Regions from separate parts of the Gossypium hirsutum genome. Here region 1 is linked to region 2. A link is a contact called in public Hi-C data. All regions are on one chromosome and are shown on one strand. Each heading gives the region's core, a stretch centred on a gene start, on an enhancer-like site or on the middle of the called end of the contact. The rest is flanking DNA. Distances are from core to core; before and after follow the strand shown.

What was found. A called contact is a pair of places that touch in the nucleus more often than the background predicts.
Region 1: a Hi-C map of leaf shows a contact between it and region 2, with 2.7 times the contacts expected there. The contact joins the promoter of LOC107934268 here to the enhancer-like site in region 2. A contact is called at or near these places in 6 of 34 Hi-C or Micro-C datasets (anther, callus, cotyledon and 2 more).

Annotation. Positions count from the first base shown.
Region 1 is chrA12:97,980,020-97,983,813 of Gossypium_hirsutum_v2.1, reverse strand. LOC107934268 (cyclic dof factor 3) reads right to left here and starts at 2,217. Exons shown (of 2, transcript XM_016866641.2): 1 at 1,795-2,217; 2 at 1-910. The coding sequence starts at 2,034.
Region 2 is chrA12:97,945,983-97,949,975 of Gossypium_hirsutum_v2.1, reverse strand. No RefSeq gene overlaps it. Among protein-coding and RNA genes, the nearest start is that of LOC107934268, 34 kb to the left of the region's middle. Within about 2 kb of position 2,330, at least 6 of the 9 cell types and tissues checked have an H3K27ac peak or open chromatin away from gene starts, as enhancers often do. A contact at or near this core is called in leaf, where this site is marked.

The sequences.
Region 1 (3,794 bases), core at 968-3,467, 34 kb before region 2:
ACCAAGGCACGTTCCAAGTGCCGGGAATCCCACAGTTCCAATAGGCTGCAGCAGGATAGAATGACATGGGAAATCCGGATGGGCAAAATGCCGGTGGAGGCACCGTGGAATTCCATGGGTAAGGCCAAGGAACACCAGGTAAACAAGGAATTGGTGAAGGGAAGCCATTAATGTTGCCCATCCTATTTTCCTGAATGCAACTTCTACCACCTTCCTCCATTGAGTTTGAAACCGTGATAGAAGATCCACTCGAGCAATCATCACCGTTTTCCCTTCTGTTTGGAACTGATACTCTTTGTTCTTCAAGACCATGAAATCCATTTCGGGCACCATTCAAAACCTTTTTCTCCCCAAGGTTTAAGACAGAGGCCATGGAATCGCAAATGGGTGCATCTAGGCCAAAGCTAAGGACCCTTCCATTGCTTTTCAAGGCAGGGTGATGTGCTGCATTAGGAGCATCGATTCGAGCTGCTTGAAGAGCCTCCGAAATGGAGATGTGTCGGTAATGCGAGGCAGAGTTCTTATTCTTACGACGACCAGCTCCTACCGGTACGTTTCTCATCGTACCACCTGCAGTCCAGTATCTTTGACAGGCTTTGCAGAAATGACGAGGTTGTTTGATGTTGTAATTATTGTAGTAGCAAAACTTTGTATCCATGCTATTGCAGCGGGGGCATGGAAGTATTTGATCTGGCTTTTTAAGTGTTTTCTCCTGTGATTTGCTACCATCACTTTGTTCTTTATCAGTCTTTCCGGTCTTCGATTTTCCGGTTTCTTCGTCAATAGATGGAGTTTTCGGGTTTACATTAGGCTCCGGCGAAGTCTCTGGATTAGTTGATTCCTCTCTATTTGAGGGCTGGATGTTGTCATCTTCTTGTCCAGTATCAGCAATCCGTTCTGCTAAAGAATCCTGAAATTTAATATGCTTCCCTAATAAGAAACTTTAAGTAGACCAAAAAATTTTCTACATGATCCTATCTCAGTTCTCAGCCAGAATCAAGAAAATTTTCTCGAGAAACAAACAAGTATAAATATGATAAGGGTCCTAAAGAACATCCCCCCTCCTTTTTATATTGTTTTATATGAAAATTGTTTAAAGTTTTATTGATATAATCAAGGGGGCATAAACATAATAACAATAAGATATTCCATGAAATTTCTTGAAAATTTTGGGAATTCAGTTAATAGGCTAAAACTTATCGAGATATTCAACAAAAACAAAGCTAACAAAGATTTTAATACTGCAAATAAGAAGGAATCGAACAGATATATTGAAAAACCAAGAAGGAAAGACTTTCCCAGTTAAAAGGATCTATGGGATGTGGAATCTAAAAAATATTGATTGGCTAAATCCAATAAAGAAGTTAAAAAAAAAATAGACATTTGGCAGAACGAGGACTTCAAATTTCTTGTATAATAATCACCCCAAAAAAAAAATTCTGATTTTTTAGAACTAATTATTTTCTACTCTAAATAATCAAAGCCCAGATAAGTAAAAAAAAAAACACACACACACACACAAACAATCTGGAAGCTAAATAAATATTTTTCAATTTCATATTTTAAAAGAATTGTATGGTAATTCAATAGTTTTTTTTTGGGGGGGGGGTAGAATCCAAAAGATTAGCAAGAAAAAGAAAAAGCTAGTTCTAGCAAAAGAAGTAGGATCCAAAAATGGAAAATTGAAGAAAAAGTAAAATTGACCCATTAATTTTTCACCATTTCAAGAAATGGGTAATCCTTAAAATCCCCAAGAAGATTAAAAAGAAACATTGTTTTATTGAATTGGCCAACCTGCTCTGTTTTGTCTTTCTGTTCATCTTCTTCTTCACCACCATCACCATCACCATCACCACCAACACCATCATAATCATCATCATCATCAAATTCTTCATAGTCTTCATCATCTACTACTCTGTTCCCACACTGAGCCTTGTCGAATTCATCAACAGAGAGAGTTGAAATCTCTCCATCAGCAGGTAAATGAATTTTCTTACCAAACAACTTGATCCCAGGGTCTTTACTTTCTTGCATTTTCTCAACAACCAAACAAGAACCAGCTAAGACAATTCGTAGGTATTGATTTTTTTTTTTTAAGGGGGAGGGGGGTTGGTAAATTGGTGTGAAGTGATATGAAGTTAAGTGTGAGGGTTAATGGATGGGTTTAAAAGAGAGGTGGATGCCACGATATCACCATGGTTTGATTCTCAGCCACAAGTTCTTGTGGCCTTGAGATTTTCTTTTTCTTTGGCTTTTTCTTTTGATTCGGTAGTAGGGTAGGATGGAGAGTTTGTGCAACCGGGGGACTGTTTGGCTGCTTTTGTGATGTGGATTTCTGGTATTGGTTGAATCCTGGATAAAAGTCTCCCTGCGATTTGATGCTACTGCCATACTACTAATATTTTTTTTCCTTTTTCTTATATAACTTTTAGCTACTGTTTAGAGGTGAGATTTTTAAAGTCAGATTTATAATTATCTTTTATTATTATTAATTTTAGATATATATTTATAAAAAGAAAAAAAGAAAAGCAAGAGATATCTGCCAGAGAAGTAGAAAGGAACATACATGCTTTTCTCGACCAATACAGGAAATAGGGTCATTCTCCATGAAGATACACAAATTTAATTTTATCGTAAAATTATTTGCAATCAAATTTATCCGTTTGAAATATTATAAAAACCTTGCTCCCAAATTTTCATCCATATCTTCTACTTATCTTTCATTTCTGACTTTAGTTTTTTTTTATAAAAATATTATAAAAGTTTTTGTATTATAAGTCGGATTACATTTTGTTATCTCTATTCAAAAATAGATAAATTAGTCATTATATATTAAATTAGCATACAGTACTGTCAGGTTATTTTATCAGCCATGTCAGTTTTTAATCATGAAAATAAATAAAATTTTTAACAGAAATAACCAATTTACTTTTTATCTAATATACAGGAACTAAATTATTTATTTTTCAAATAAAGATGACAAAATATAATCTAACTTTTAATATAACAACCTTTATAATAATTTTACTGCTTTTCTATTTTACCAAAAATATTCACTACAAATATAGAGGGAAAAACTAAATGAGCTTGACCCAGATGGTGCAAATGATAATTTATAGCTTTAATTCCATCATGTATGATTGCACTTTCAATTTCTACTCACAATGTCTATAACCAATCGTGGATGACTCCCTACATTGCTTTTTAGTCTCTACTATTTTTTTTAAAAAAAGTAATTTTAATCCAAGCTAGTTGATATCTACTTTTATTATTTGAATTTATATTTCATGCATCATTTGCAATGTAAAATTTATACAACATAATCAAATTTTAGAATATCAATACAAAAGTTAAAATATGTTTCAAATCTTTTTACTTTTCGTAAATTTAAAAGTTAGTCATTCTAATTTTATTTTAATGGAATTTAAGATTTTTACTTTTTAAATTTTAAAATTCAAGTTAAATTATTAATGTCACCTTAAAATTCATCTATTAAATTCGTTAGTGAGGCATTTATAAATTAAAAAACCATTAACAAAAAGATAATGCTGTAACAAACTTAAATTTAACAGCTTTAACGATGTTAATAACTGGGTTTGCATTTTAAATTTTGAAAAACAGAGAGACTAAATCCTTTGAAATAAAAATAGGACTAAATTCCAAATGTACAAAAAAATAGCAATTTAAATCGCATTTTAACGTTATAAATACAAGGCATATGATAATTTTTGAGGGCTAAAGTGATAAAAAAATAAAAGTCAGAGTGACAAAATGAATAAACATTACCGATAAAA
Region 2 (3,993 bases), core at 1,081-3,580:
TGGCATTCATTCACGTATTGGGAATTTGAGACATTGTATTCTAACTTACTGGATATGATTCTCTTTCTCGAATAATGTGAAATATGCCCTTTTTCCTAAAAATTTTCAACGTTTTAATACAAGGATCGTATTTTTTAAATTCTTCTAAGTTTTCAATTTTCGACATTAAGTAATCAACTAAGGTACCAATTTTGGGCGTATCGAGGGTGCTAATCCTTCCTCGTGCGTAACCGACTCCCGAACCCGTTTTCTGAATTTCGCGGACCAAACTTGTTGTTTTAATAAAATCAAACCGTTTATTAAAAACAACCACTTTTCGAGGTGATCCAATCACACCTCATAAAAAAGGATTGGTGGCGACTCCCGTTTCATTTTTCAAAACCCAAGTTGACCCCGTTTTTCAATCAAAAAAAAAAAAATGGCGTCAACATATATAACTCAATTCAACCAATTCAACCGTCAAGTCAATAAGTTTTTTTTCCTCCGATTCAATTAATTCATACCGATTTAGGAACTACCAATTACTTTGCTTGCTTCGAACTGATATACCAACTGATTTTCGATCTAATCAATGCAACAACCTTAGACATTGATGGAGTAGGAAAAGGTTTGGCCTCTACCAAAATGATATAATTTTATTTTAGTCTCTTATAATTGCACTTTGTCCCTTTCAAGATAATAAAATTTTAGTTTAATTCTTCTAAAAATTTCGAAATAATAAGTTAAATATAATAATAAAATTATACTTTAACTCTTTTAAAATGTATAATTCTAAAATAAATTTCCAACTTTGTCATTATATATTTTGCATATTTAGTCTTTAGTCTTAATATTATTTAAACTATACCATATAGAAGTATAAAACAATTTGTTTTATAATTGAAAAATAAGTTATAGTGAAGTTTTAAATGTTAAAATTAAATTAGATTATTTTTGAAAAGGTTTTTTTCTTATATAATTTCTCACAAATATGAATTAATAATATTCTACAATCGTAAAGAAATCACACTAAGGTAAAAATTTCATATAATAAAACTAAAATCTAAAAGGTGATTACAAAAAACAAAAAACCAAATAAATAAATAAGAAAAGGGCAAAAGGGTGGAGGTAGATGAAGGTTGCGCTTAATTAATAGATTTACTTCATTCACATGTAATATTTAGAGATTGAAAATACTTGTCTTTCTTTTTTAGAGCAAACCATGTTTTTTTTTTCAATTAAAATCCAATTTGATTTCATAAATATGGTTTCATTCATAACGGAACCCAACTTCCATTCATTCTTAATCTATAACATCTGATTTGACTTTAAAATGAATTTAGGTTTATTTTTAATTAATTGAATTAACATTTTAAACTTTTTCTAATACATTATTTTATTCGAGCAGAAGAAATATTTTATGTGAAAATATTTATTTAATAATTATTATAAGTAGAGTGATAAAAAAATTGCATATAAATATTATCAGCACATGATTGATATTTGGATATATAAATTTGTCGTTAATTCATTTAAAAATTATATAAATATATGAAAAGATAAAAAAAAATTATTATAATTTAAGTTATCATCTAAAAGGAAAAAAATAATTTTTTTTCAATTAGCATGTTGCAATAACTTAATTATGATTATATAATAAGTATATATAACACAGCTAAAATACTAAAACAAACTACTTGTACTCCATACACCAAAAATTGGAACTAAAACATAATAAAGCTAGCAAATGAGTGATGGCAATCTTGGAACTATGAGTCCTTAATGTCTTAAATTGTATTATATTCTGATTTTAATTCGATTAAGAAATCAATTTAGCTTAATCGAATTTTTCTTAAAATAAAAGATTAAGGTTGATTAAACAGCCTAAGCGATAAGTTCGACCCAAAGCTTATATGATTATAAATAAAAAAATCAAAGCCTTTCCTTTACTTTTTTGGGTTCCATGACTATGATTCAATTCTTTGTATATTATATTGACCCAAACTCTAAAATCAAATATAATAAAAATCCAAAAAAGAGAGAGGGAAAAGCAAGAATACACTAATTTCTAATGTATATGTAAAAGAAAGAAGAAGGAAAAAAAGTAGGTTTATAGTCATTTTCTTACGTGGCCTGCTGCTATTGGACATATTTATTTTTAAAACGCTCTGCAATCATTCCAGCTCAGCTTCACAAAATCTAAAAATTAAGCCTCGCTTAATTTAAAACGCGTCGTCTATCCACGTCAGCTCCAACAAAATTAAAAGTGGGTCCTCACCACCCTCTAAAAAGGGCCTTTCGTCTTGGACAAAGTTGAAAACAAGGCAATGGATTTTCGACACTTGTGAATCATTCAGGCGATAGACACGTTTTGGTTTTGGCCTTTCTGAGGGTGTGTACAGATCAAGACACGTGTCGAGTTGAGTGGAAGAATTCTTGCTTTATTTTATTATAAAAAGGGTACACGTATACAAGAGATAAAAAGGCAGTGTATGCAACTTTTGTATCTTTCGGTGCAAAAAGAGTCAACTGACAGTAGCAGTAGTATTAATTTAATGGGGATAATTGGGGGTTTTAAAAAAGCCCTTAAAAATATTAGATTAATTTTGGTCGGCCGCGTGGGCGGTTTAACAGTCTAACAAGCATGCTTTTTCTGTATATATTACTGTTTATTATTAAAATAAGCTAAGCCTTTTGATTTGGATATTTGTACCAAATAGTTGCCTTTTTGGCCGAGCTTTGGTGGTTAAAGCAACGTCGTATGATTATAATATTGAAGAAGAAAGCTATTGTTTGGTTTAGGATAAAAATAAGTTTTGTCTTTGTTACATTTCAAAACTTGCTTTACTCTTCAAAAAATCTTAATAATTTAAATTCGAGTAGAATTAAATTAAATTAAACTAATAATTCCTTTTCACTCAAAAAGAGTTAAAATAATGGATTCTTAATTAAGTATCAAGATTAAAATCCTATTATTTTAACAAAACAATTTATAACTTATCTTTATAAAGTATTACAAGATTCAAATTTTCATTTTAATCAAAACATCAATTAATTTTAAAATAAATTACTACTATTATGTATTATGATGAATTTCTAGAATGTTCGTAGCGTGTTTTGTTGATGAAGACGAAAAACACTTGAGCTTCCTAAGTCAGATCTCACCATTTTTTTCTCTTTGGGGGATTTCCACAAAAATGAAAAAGTTACGGACCCTTTTAAGTCAAGAGATATCAAAAAGTGATATGAAAGTAAGTTGTAAAATGTACCCAAACAACAACTTTCGAGGGAAAAGAAAAAGGTTAAAACAGTATTGGAATTGGAATTTAATAAAATGGTACAAGTTATAGAGATGGGAATTGATATCCAACCCATCTGGGGCTAAAATTTAAGTGGGCCTATTATGAAAAATATTTAAGTGCTCCTCAACTTGTGATGCATATATTTTGTTACCTCTTACAGCTTTGGGCCTTTCACCAAAGTATGTATACACAATTCCCACCTATTTTGGATTTGAACTATATGCTATACAAGTACAATGAATACATTTTCACTTAAACCTAAACTACATTTTCACTTTAACCTAAACTATACCTTCTTTTCTTTTCATCTTCTTGGTTTTTTTTTTACAAGTTCTACTTAAAATTTTTTTTAAGTTGATATCTCCGTTTATTAAATTGTTAGTTAAATTGTTGAGTCTATTTCAAAAAATCTTAACTTATAAATTAGTACCAAAATTAAATTTTTTCTCATTTTAATATCTAAACATTTTTTTTGATCACATTTGGTACTTAAACTATTATTTTATTACCAATTTTACACCAAAATATTATATATGTTTAAAAAAATTAAGTTAATAGACTTAAAAAATATTTTTAATTCTTTTATTTTCTTTTATATTATTTCTCTTTTTATTTTTTTATATTTTATTCTTTTTCCTTATAATTTCAAGTAATACCAATAATGCTCGAAATTCGCCCTCTCGAGGTCGAGATGCCGATGGTTAATTCTGTT